Linked DNA regions of Mus musculus: region 1 is linked to region 2. A link is a contact called in public HiChIP or PLAC-seq data. All regions are on one chromosome and are shown on one strand. Each heading gives the region's core, a stretch centred on a gene start, on an enhancer-like site or on the middle of the called end of the contact. The rest is flanking DNA. Distances are from core to core; before and after follow the strand shown. Region 1 holds the start of Rnf11 (ring finger protein 11). Region 2 has its middle 2.9 kb from the start of Gm40226.

What was found. HiChIP or PLAC-seq counts read pairs in DNA pulled down with a chosen protein or histone mark.
Region 1: a contact with region 2 is called in an H3K4me3 HiChIP or PLAC-seq map of the SCID.adh cell line, with 13 read pairs. The contact joins the promoter of Rnf11 here to the enhancer-like site in region 2. A contact is called at or near these places in 2 of 39 promoter capture datasets (embryonic stem cells and macrophages), 1 of 484 Hi-C or Micro-C datasets (nephron progenitors), 3 of 115 datasets of contacts at active chromatin or transcription factors (the SCID.adh cell line, embryonic stem cells and microglia) and 2 of 9 other capture datasets (adipose tissue and pancreatic islet).

What each region holds. Positions count from the first base shown.
Region 1 is chr4:109,474,358-109,478,372 of GRCm38.p6, reverse strand. Rnf11 (ring finger protein 11) reads left to right here and starts at 1,868. Exons shown (of 3, transcript NM_013876.3): 1 at 1,868-2,263. The coding sequence starts at 2,141.
Region 2 is chr4:109,546,072-109,550,036 of GRCm38.p6, reverse strand. No RefSeq gene overlaps it. Among named protein-coding and RNA genes, the nearest start is that of Gm40226, 2.9 kb to the left of the region's middle. Within about 2 kb of position 2,531, at least 9 of the 459 cell types and tissues checked have an H3K27ac peak or open chromatin away from gene starts, as enhancers often do. A contact at or near this core is called in the SCID.adh cell line, adipose tissue and microglia, where this site is marked.

The DNA.
Region 1 (4,015 bases), core at 619-3,118, 71 kb after region 2:
TTTTTGGTTTTCAGGACAGGGTTTCTTTGCTTAGTCTTGGCTGTTCTGGAACTTGTATTACAGACCAGACTGGCCTCGAACTCTCAGAGATCTGCCTGCTTTTTGCTTCCAGAGTGCTGAGATTAAAGGCATGCCTAGTTAAGACCCCCTGCTTTGAACATAGAGTTTGACCTCACTTTGATAGTGATTTTGTGGAATTGGGATTTAAAGGGAAAATGTTTGGGATTTACTCATTAAACACAGTAGTATCTATCAAAAATCCCTTCTGACCCTCACCCAAACGAAATAAACAGAGTTTTCTACAAACATCAGGGGAGGGGACCCTCTAAGACTTTGTTTGTTGTTGCAGGTAAACCCAGGATCTTTCAAGAAAAAAGTCAGGTTTTATGAATCAGTCGCTCTAACATAGGGCCTGTAAATAACAATAAATCAGTCAATGGTGAATAAAACTGGAGATCAAAGTCAACTTCTTGCCTTCTTGATTAAAAAAAAATGGCTGTGGAGAACACTCTCTTCTTGTTCTTCCCTTTGCATATGCTGTTTGAGCATTTGTTCATTCAGCCAAGGAAAGACTCTACTACCTTAGGCAACATGCCAGGCCTTACACAGGGAAGGGACAGAGAACTCAGCTTGATCAACCTGACAGAAAGGCCCTGACTGGGAACTCTGAGTAGGTGACTAACCCAGACTGGAGAAGCAGAAAAAGATTTTCAAGGGAAATGAAATGGAGTCCACGAAGGACTGGTGAGGATAATGATTAGCCCAGCGAGAGGTAAGAGGTCAGGAATACTGTCTGTCTGTGGAAATCTCAGCCAGCGAGAACAGTCTTTGAGAGGACTAGAAGCACTTTGGCCATTTTGGGATTTAGAATTTATAAAAGAGGGGCAGTATTTTGAATGAGATTAGAGATTTCTTCTTTCCGTTTTTTTTTTTTTTCCCGTTTCGTTTTGTTTTGTTTTTCGAGACAGGGTTTCTATGTGTATCCCTGGCTGTCCTGGAACTCACTCTGTAGACCAGGCTAGCCTCGAACTCAGAAATCTGCCTGCCTCTGCCTCCCAAGTGCTGGGATTAAAGGTGTGCGCCACTACTGCTCGGCAAGAGATTTCTTAAGATTATTCTGTGGGTAGTATTGGGAAGGCATATATATATATATGCCTTCCCAATACATATATATATATCCTCAATCATTCAAAGGGTATGGAGGTAGGGGACAATGATGAACACAGAGAGACTGAGAATCAACGGCAAATGTTAGTTTGAGAGGCTTGAATTAGGGAGGTGGGATTGGGAAGAAATGGGCAATCCGATAATCTCATGGCTGTGATGTTGGGAGGGTAGGGCGTGTTCATCACATGAGTTTGGACTTTATTCTTAAAGGATAAAGGAGAAGGAAGCTAAACACCTCAGCTATCTGCCTGGTCCATTCAGATCCGTGCTTACAGACATCAACCCGGCAGACAGCGTGAACAGTCTGAGGACACCGCGCAGGTAAGGTAAGGTAAGTCCGCAAGCTGGCTGCAGCCGGGACATACAGGGGGCGCCGGAGGCAGATGGTCGGGAGACCAACAGCCACACAGCCTGGACCTTAAACTCAGAGCCCAGCCACGCAGTCCAGGAGTCGGACGCGCGCGCCCGGGGCGGGGCCGGAGCACGCACGGCGGCATGACGTAGGCCTGGCCAGCCTCGTTCTGGCCACCGCCGCCGCGCCGAGGCGGAGTAGGATGAGGCCCCGGGCCGCGGCTCCAGCGTCGGCAGGGGCAACAGCAGCTGAGGCAGCAGCTGAGGCAACCGAGACGGCCGCGCCCCCCCCTCCTGACCTGGATTAGGCCCAGCAGCCCGTGGCCGCCGCCGCCCCGCGGGGGGCGGGGTGGGGAAGCGCTCAGTCTTCCCGCCCCCGCCCCCCTCAGGTTCCAGACGCGACCCCGGCGCAGCCCGCGGCCTAGCCTCGCGCCCCCTGTCCCGGGGGCTGGCATGAGCGGCCCCTCGGTGGCGCCGGGGCGCGGGGGAGCCGCCGCCTGAGCCCCGGGCCTGCCGCCTTGGACCCCGCGGCGCCGAGCGAGCTCACCGCCGAGCGTGCGAGAGACCGGGTCACAGCTTTCTTCCTCCCGCAGATCTCAAGCATACACCCCAGCCCCGGAAGATGGGGAACTGCCTCAAATCCCCGACTTCGGATGACATCTCCCTGCTTCACGAGTCTCAGTCCGACCGGGCTAGCTTTGGCGAGGGGACGGAGCCAGATCAGGAGCCGCCGCCGCCATATCAGGTAGGGAGGGTGTGTGTCGGCGTGCGAGAGGAGGCGGCTCGGGCCCTCTGCCCTTGGCCTCCACGGCCTAGACCGGGGGTGGGTGGGGGGGGGGTGGCGTTGACCCCTTCAGGGCTGGCCTTGAGGGTGTCTGCTGCCCGGTTCCCAAATGGAAAAGGGTCCTTCTGGGCATCCCCTTGGGCACGGGTTGAGGACGGTCTTCTGTCCTTGAGTTCAGGAATCGAGTGTGTGATCTTATCCCCTTCGGTGCCTAGTAGTTTAGCTTGTGGAGTTGAGGATGACATGGTTTTCCTGCCTTTATGTCTGAGTTGTGTGATTTCCTCATCAGACTGCCAAGAGGATTACGGGTTTTGCGTAGCTTGTCACCCCCTCCCCCCTTATATTTGTGTTTTCGTTTATGATCCTCCCCACTCTTTTGTTAATTGGCTCTGGTAGAATGTCTTTTTTACCATCTACTTGGGAGGTAGAATTCCAAGTGGCGATTTTGGCCTCAGCTTCATAAAGAGTTACTTGTTTATATATACATATGTGGTAATTTTAAGCTCCACCCCTGTGACACATCTTTTAAATAAGTTGGCTTAATTAAAATTTGATTATCTTGAACTTGAGAGACCTTTCAACCTGACTTGGGAAATGCCATCTGTTACTTAAAGTCCTCTTTATCAAAGACTCCTGAATGGGTCTTTCTAAATGATACATTGAGTAAACTTCTCAGGTGGGCTTTAATACAGTTCTTTAATATTTTCCTGAAGAGAGTTTAGTTTTCTAACTGTGCAGTCTCCTTTGATTTTATGTGGTGACATCATTATCTAGTGTAGTGTTTTCTCAATCCTGTGTAAACCAGTTTCTCATCACGTGGCAAAAAATTGATCATATGAGCTGATTTTCTGACCCCCTCATGTTAGTCAAGTCCCATCTTTACGATAGCCTGGCAAAAGCCTCTATTTTAACCAAACCAGGCTGTTGATAGTTTTGTCTTTGCTCCAGGTGATCTTTATGCTAAGAGCCCTTCCCCCAAGGTTGCCCAGGTGAACATTTAATCCTCTTTAAGGACTCAGCTCAAGTATCTAAAGTACTGACATTACCCACCCTTCTTCCCCGAATTCCTGGATACGTCCCCCATGTACCTTCTACACTTACAAGCAGTACCAGACCTAAAATAATTTAGTGCAGTATCTTTGTTTAGGTAGTTGTGTGTCTCACCCTTGACATATGTGTTCTCCTCCCCTTGTACAAGCTGAATTTGGGACAGTTTCCAGGTGCTTTTATACTCTAGCATCTGACTCATAGTAGATACTCAATAACTGAGATAAATGAAGAATAGAAGCTTTGTCGTCAATATTTCATGCAATTTCTGTCCTATAAAAATTAAGTATTGGCTATATTTATGTGGCCCATTTCTCCCAACATATTTAAATTGCTTCAGGAGCAATACCTAATACTAAATGGAATATGAATATTATCCATAATCAGTAACAGGAATTAAACTGAGAACCCTATGCATTCTAGCAAAACACCACTATAGAACTATAACTCTGCTGTTTAAAAAAAAAAAAAAAAAAAAAACTTATTGTTAGACAGTGACTCAGGAAGTTGACCAGACAGACAAACATTCTGTCCTCCTGCCTCAGCCTCCAGAGTTGGGCCCATTTTTCAGGCTATCTTAACTGTTTTCCTCTCCACTGGATAGCTCCTCTAGAATGAATTTATGTAGGTGACATGAGCAAACTTCTCCCCCAAATCTATGTTCCT
Region 2 (3,965 bases), core at 1,282-3,781:
TTCATTGGCTTGGAATACCTTTTTCCACCTTTTTACAAATGTAGGGATGGTTCAACATCTGAAAATCACTAAAGGGTAGAAATCACACCATCATCTTAACAGATGCAAGAAAGGCCTCTGGCAAAATATGACACCCCCTCATCATGATAAAAGTCCTGACGGGACTCAGAATATTGAGAAAATATCTCAACATCATAAATGGCATACATGACAAACTTGTAGTGAACATCATTCTGAATTATGATGATGTGTGTAGCTTGTGTTACAGCCACTAATATCTTGTCATTGAAACTGTGGACCAGCTTTTCCTTCTTTGTTGGACTCATGTACGTCAATCACTGCAGAGACTTCCTACGGGATAAATTCACAATTATATCACCCCCACCCCATCCCTCACTCCAGTTCCATGCACAAAACTGCTTCCTATGGTACACAGCTGAAACCTCCTCTCTTCTTAAAGGTTTATTTATTTTTATCTTATATGTATGGGAGTTATACACACACACACACACATGCGCGCGCGCGCGCGTGCATACATGCATGATACCCTCAGAGGCCAGAAGAAGGTGTCACATTCCCTGGGACTGCAGTAATAGACAGTTGTGAGCCACCATGTGAGTGCTAGAAAGTGAACCCAGGTCTGAAAGAGCAGCCAGTGCTCTTAACCGCCAGCTCTCTCTCCATCCCCAGCCTTCCTTTCCTGGAGCAGTGGTAAGCTGCCTCCTCACCAGGTCTCATTCTAGGGCAAGCTGAACTGGAGGGCAATCTGAAACAATATGCTTTCAGAGTTGTAAATTACGCTCTCCCTGCTTTCTTTCATTTTTTTTCTTGCCATCTACCTTCTTACACAGCATATCTATTAAATAGTATACTGGTTACAAATATGTTCATGCATCATAGAATTCTACCTTATCAATTTTAATATGCTTCCTAGTCTTCAACTTCCTAACCCTGAAGGGGAAAGAAAACAGAAGATCTTGTCATCAAAATTATTTTCATTTTTCTAAATTTTCACCACTAAAGACTCAATTACCCCTTCGAAATATGTATTTTTTAACTAAAAAGGATATATTTGTTTTTACTTTGTGTATATGAGTAGTTTTGCTTATAGATATGTATGGGTACTGTTGGAGACATAGAATCTGGAAGACATAGAGAAAAGGATGCTGTGCCCAGGGGTCTAGTGGGGGGCTGCTGGTGGCCGGAAGAAGGGGGATGAGAAATAGAATCTGGCAGGAGTAGAACAGGTGACAGACCCCAGCAGACCCAGAGAAAGAAGAAACCTTGAGGCTAGGAAAAGCTACCCCCAGCATCCACACCGACACAAGGGACTGCCTCCAGAATTAGTCCTATTCTATTGGTGGGTCTTTCCACTGAGCTTTTCAATTTGGTTTTCTTCGTTATTTCTATCTCTTTGTTGAGTTGTAAGTACTTCCTTGTTTGGTTCAGCTGTTTGCATTCTCGAAGAATGAATTCAGTTTATTTGTGTGCTCTGGTTGCTTTGAATGTACTTATAACCATTCTTTTGGATTTGTTACCAGGAATTTTGCTCATGTCATTCTTTTGGGGGCCGTTACTGCTGGGTTGGTCAGTTTGTAGGAATTTTTTTTTTTTCATGCTTGTATTTTTGTGTTGGGATTTGTACATCTGGAGTTTGGTCATAAATTGAATTTGGCTTTTATTTAGATCACCTTTCTTCTTTAAGTAGAAGCGTTGCAATGTTCAAGAGGGACTAGGTTGTAGAGTTCTGGTGTTGTTTTTCTCTGTTAGAGTGGTGATTCAATGGTCCAGGCTCTGTCCTCAGAATTCCTTGTCTGTCTGTGTATTAGTAACTTTTCTATCGGTGTGGTTAAAACTATATGGCCACAATAACTTATAAATGAAAGAGTTTGTTTGGGCTTACCATTCAAGAAGACTTTAGAGTCCATAATGTCAAAGACACCATGGCAGCAGGCAGCAGATATACCTGCTGGAGCTGGAAGCTGAGAACTCACATCTTTCACCATGAACAAGAATCAGAGACAGCTAAGTGGGAATGCTGGGAGGCTTTGAAACTTCACATCCCATCCTAGATGATATTCTTCCTCCAGCAAGGCCACACTTCCTAAAGGTCCCCCAAACAGATTAGTTATTGTGCATATGAATGGAAAGGAGATGAAAGGAAAGGAAAGGGAAGGAAAGGAAAGGGAAGGGAAGGGAAGGGAAGGGAAGGGAAGGGAAGGGAAGGGAAGGGAAGGGAAGGGAAGGGAAGGGAAGGGAAGGGAAGGGAAGGGAAGGGAAGGAAAGGAAAGGAAAAAGGAAAGAAAAAAAGCAGAATAAGGGGGTTGGGAATCTAGGAATGAAAACAGAACAGAGAAATAAAGGAATTTTTGCTAATGGTAGACTGAAGGGGGGTATGCAATCAAATAATAAAAAGGAGGCTGAGACATAGAGACCTTTAAAGCCACGGGAAGAACACTGTGTCCAGGCAAAGACAGGGCAGAGCCAAACTAGCCTGCTAAACTGCCATTGGGTGTTAAATAAGGAGGAGGAACCGATGTAGAGGGTGGGAGGAGCTGGGTGGAGCTACATGTGTAGATGTGACCTGACAGCTTGGCTTCAGTCTGGAGCTCTCAGTGTGTCTTCTCTAGCTCACAGAAGCCTATCTCACTCCTTGTAGCTCTTCTGTGATGGGTTCTGGCCTCTGGGTCTTCCTTTGGCTGGTTGGATTATAGATTCTGGTCCAGTCCATTAGAGCTGCTTCACCACTGGAGTCCCAGAATCTGCTCCCACATCTGTTATCCCTTCAGGATTCTGTTTTCTTCAACACTTGTGTGGTCCTTTCCAATTTCCAGTATACTGGTTGGAGTCTGTGTTAACCATCACCTTTGGGTTTTCAGCTCATGGGACACTACATGATCCTGATTTAAGGTTTTTTTGGTTGTTGTTTTTGTTTTTGTTTTGTTTTTTTTCCTCCTGCAATCTAGTAATATTCTGCAAGCTAGATTTGAATGTATAGACTCCTGATTCTTGCTCTGAACTTCCTGAGTGTGGTTTAGAAAGGGTCTCAGGACATCAGGATGCCAGGGCAGCAGGAGTCTTTGTGAAGTAGCTTCCCACTTGTGTTCCATCAGGTACTTACTTGGTGAAGAGAGCGGGATTTTCTCCCAGCATTTCCTTCTGCTAAAGCTGCTATTAGCCTGGGCATGGCTTTTATTCCCAGCCCTTTAGAGGATCTGCCATTGTAAAGGTTTTCTATTCTCTGGCTTCCAGTCTGTTGCCAGCATTTCCTTATTGGGTGCAAGGAGCTCCCCTAACAAAGCTAATTCCGCTGACACCAGCTCTGAATTTTCTCTTCTGCTTTTGGAAAGTTTTCTATTTCACTTCTCCAATTAAGGGAGAAATATTCTGAAGCTGTTTTGAGCCTTCTCCAGATTAGACCCTGAAGACTTTGTCAGACCATGTGTGGGTATCATCCACCACCTTTTTTTCCCTATGGTGCAGTTTTATCTGCTTTATTAATTTTTTTGTATGAGTGGTGTGTTGATAAGCATAGGGTATTGAGCTCTACTGCTGTTGTTTCTTGACCTATCTGTTGCTTGATATCCACAAGTGTTTGCCTTGTGAAACAGGGATGCACAGTTTGTCTCTTTGTTGCTCTGTAATGACTTTATACTTTCTGATTTGGACTTGAAGTCTACTTTTTCAGATGTGAGTAGAGATATTCCAACTTGCTTCTGGTATATCGTTCTTTATCCTTTACCCCTTGGTCTGTATTCTGATAGTGAAATACATGTCTTGCAGGCAACAAACAGTTGGGCCTTGTTTCCTAATCCATTCATTCAGTCTGTGTCATTTAATTGGTGAGTTAAGACTGTTTACACTTAAGTTATGATTGAGAGATATTTGCTGATTCCCATAAATATATTGAGTGTTTTGTGTTTTTCTAGTTAATTCAATACTTTGTTCTTTTATTTCTTCCTATT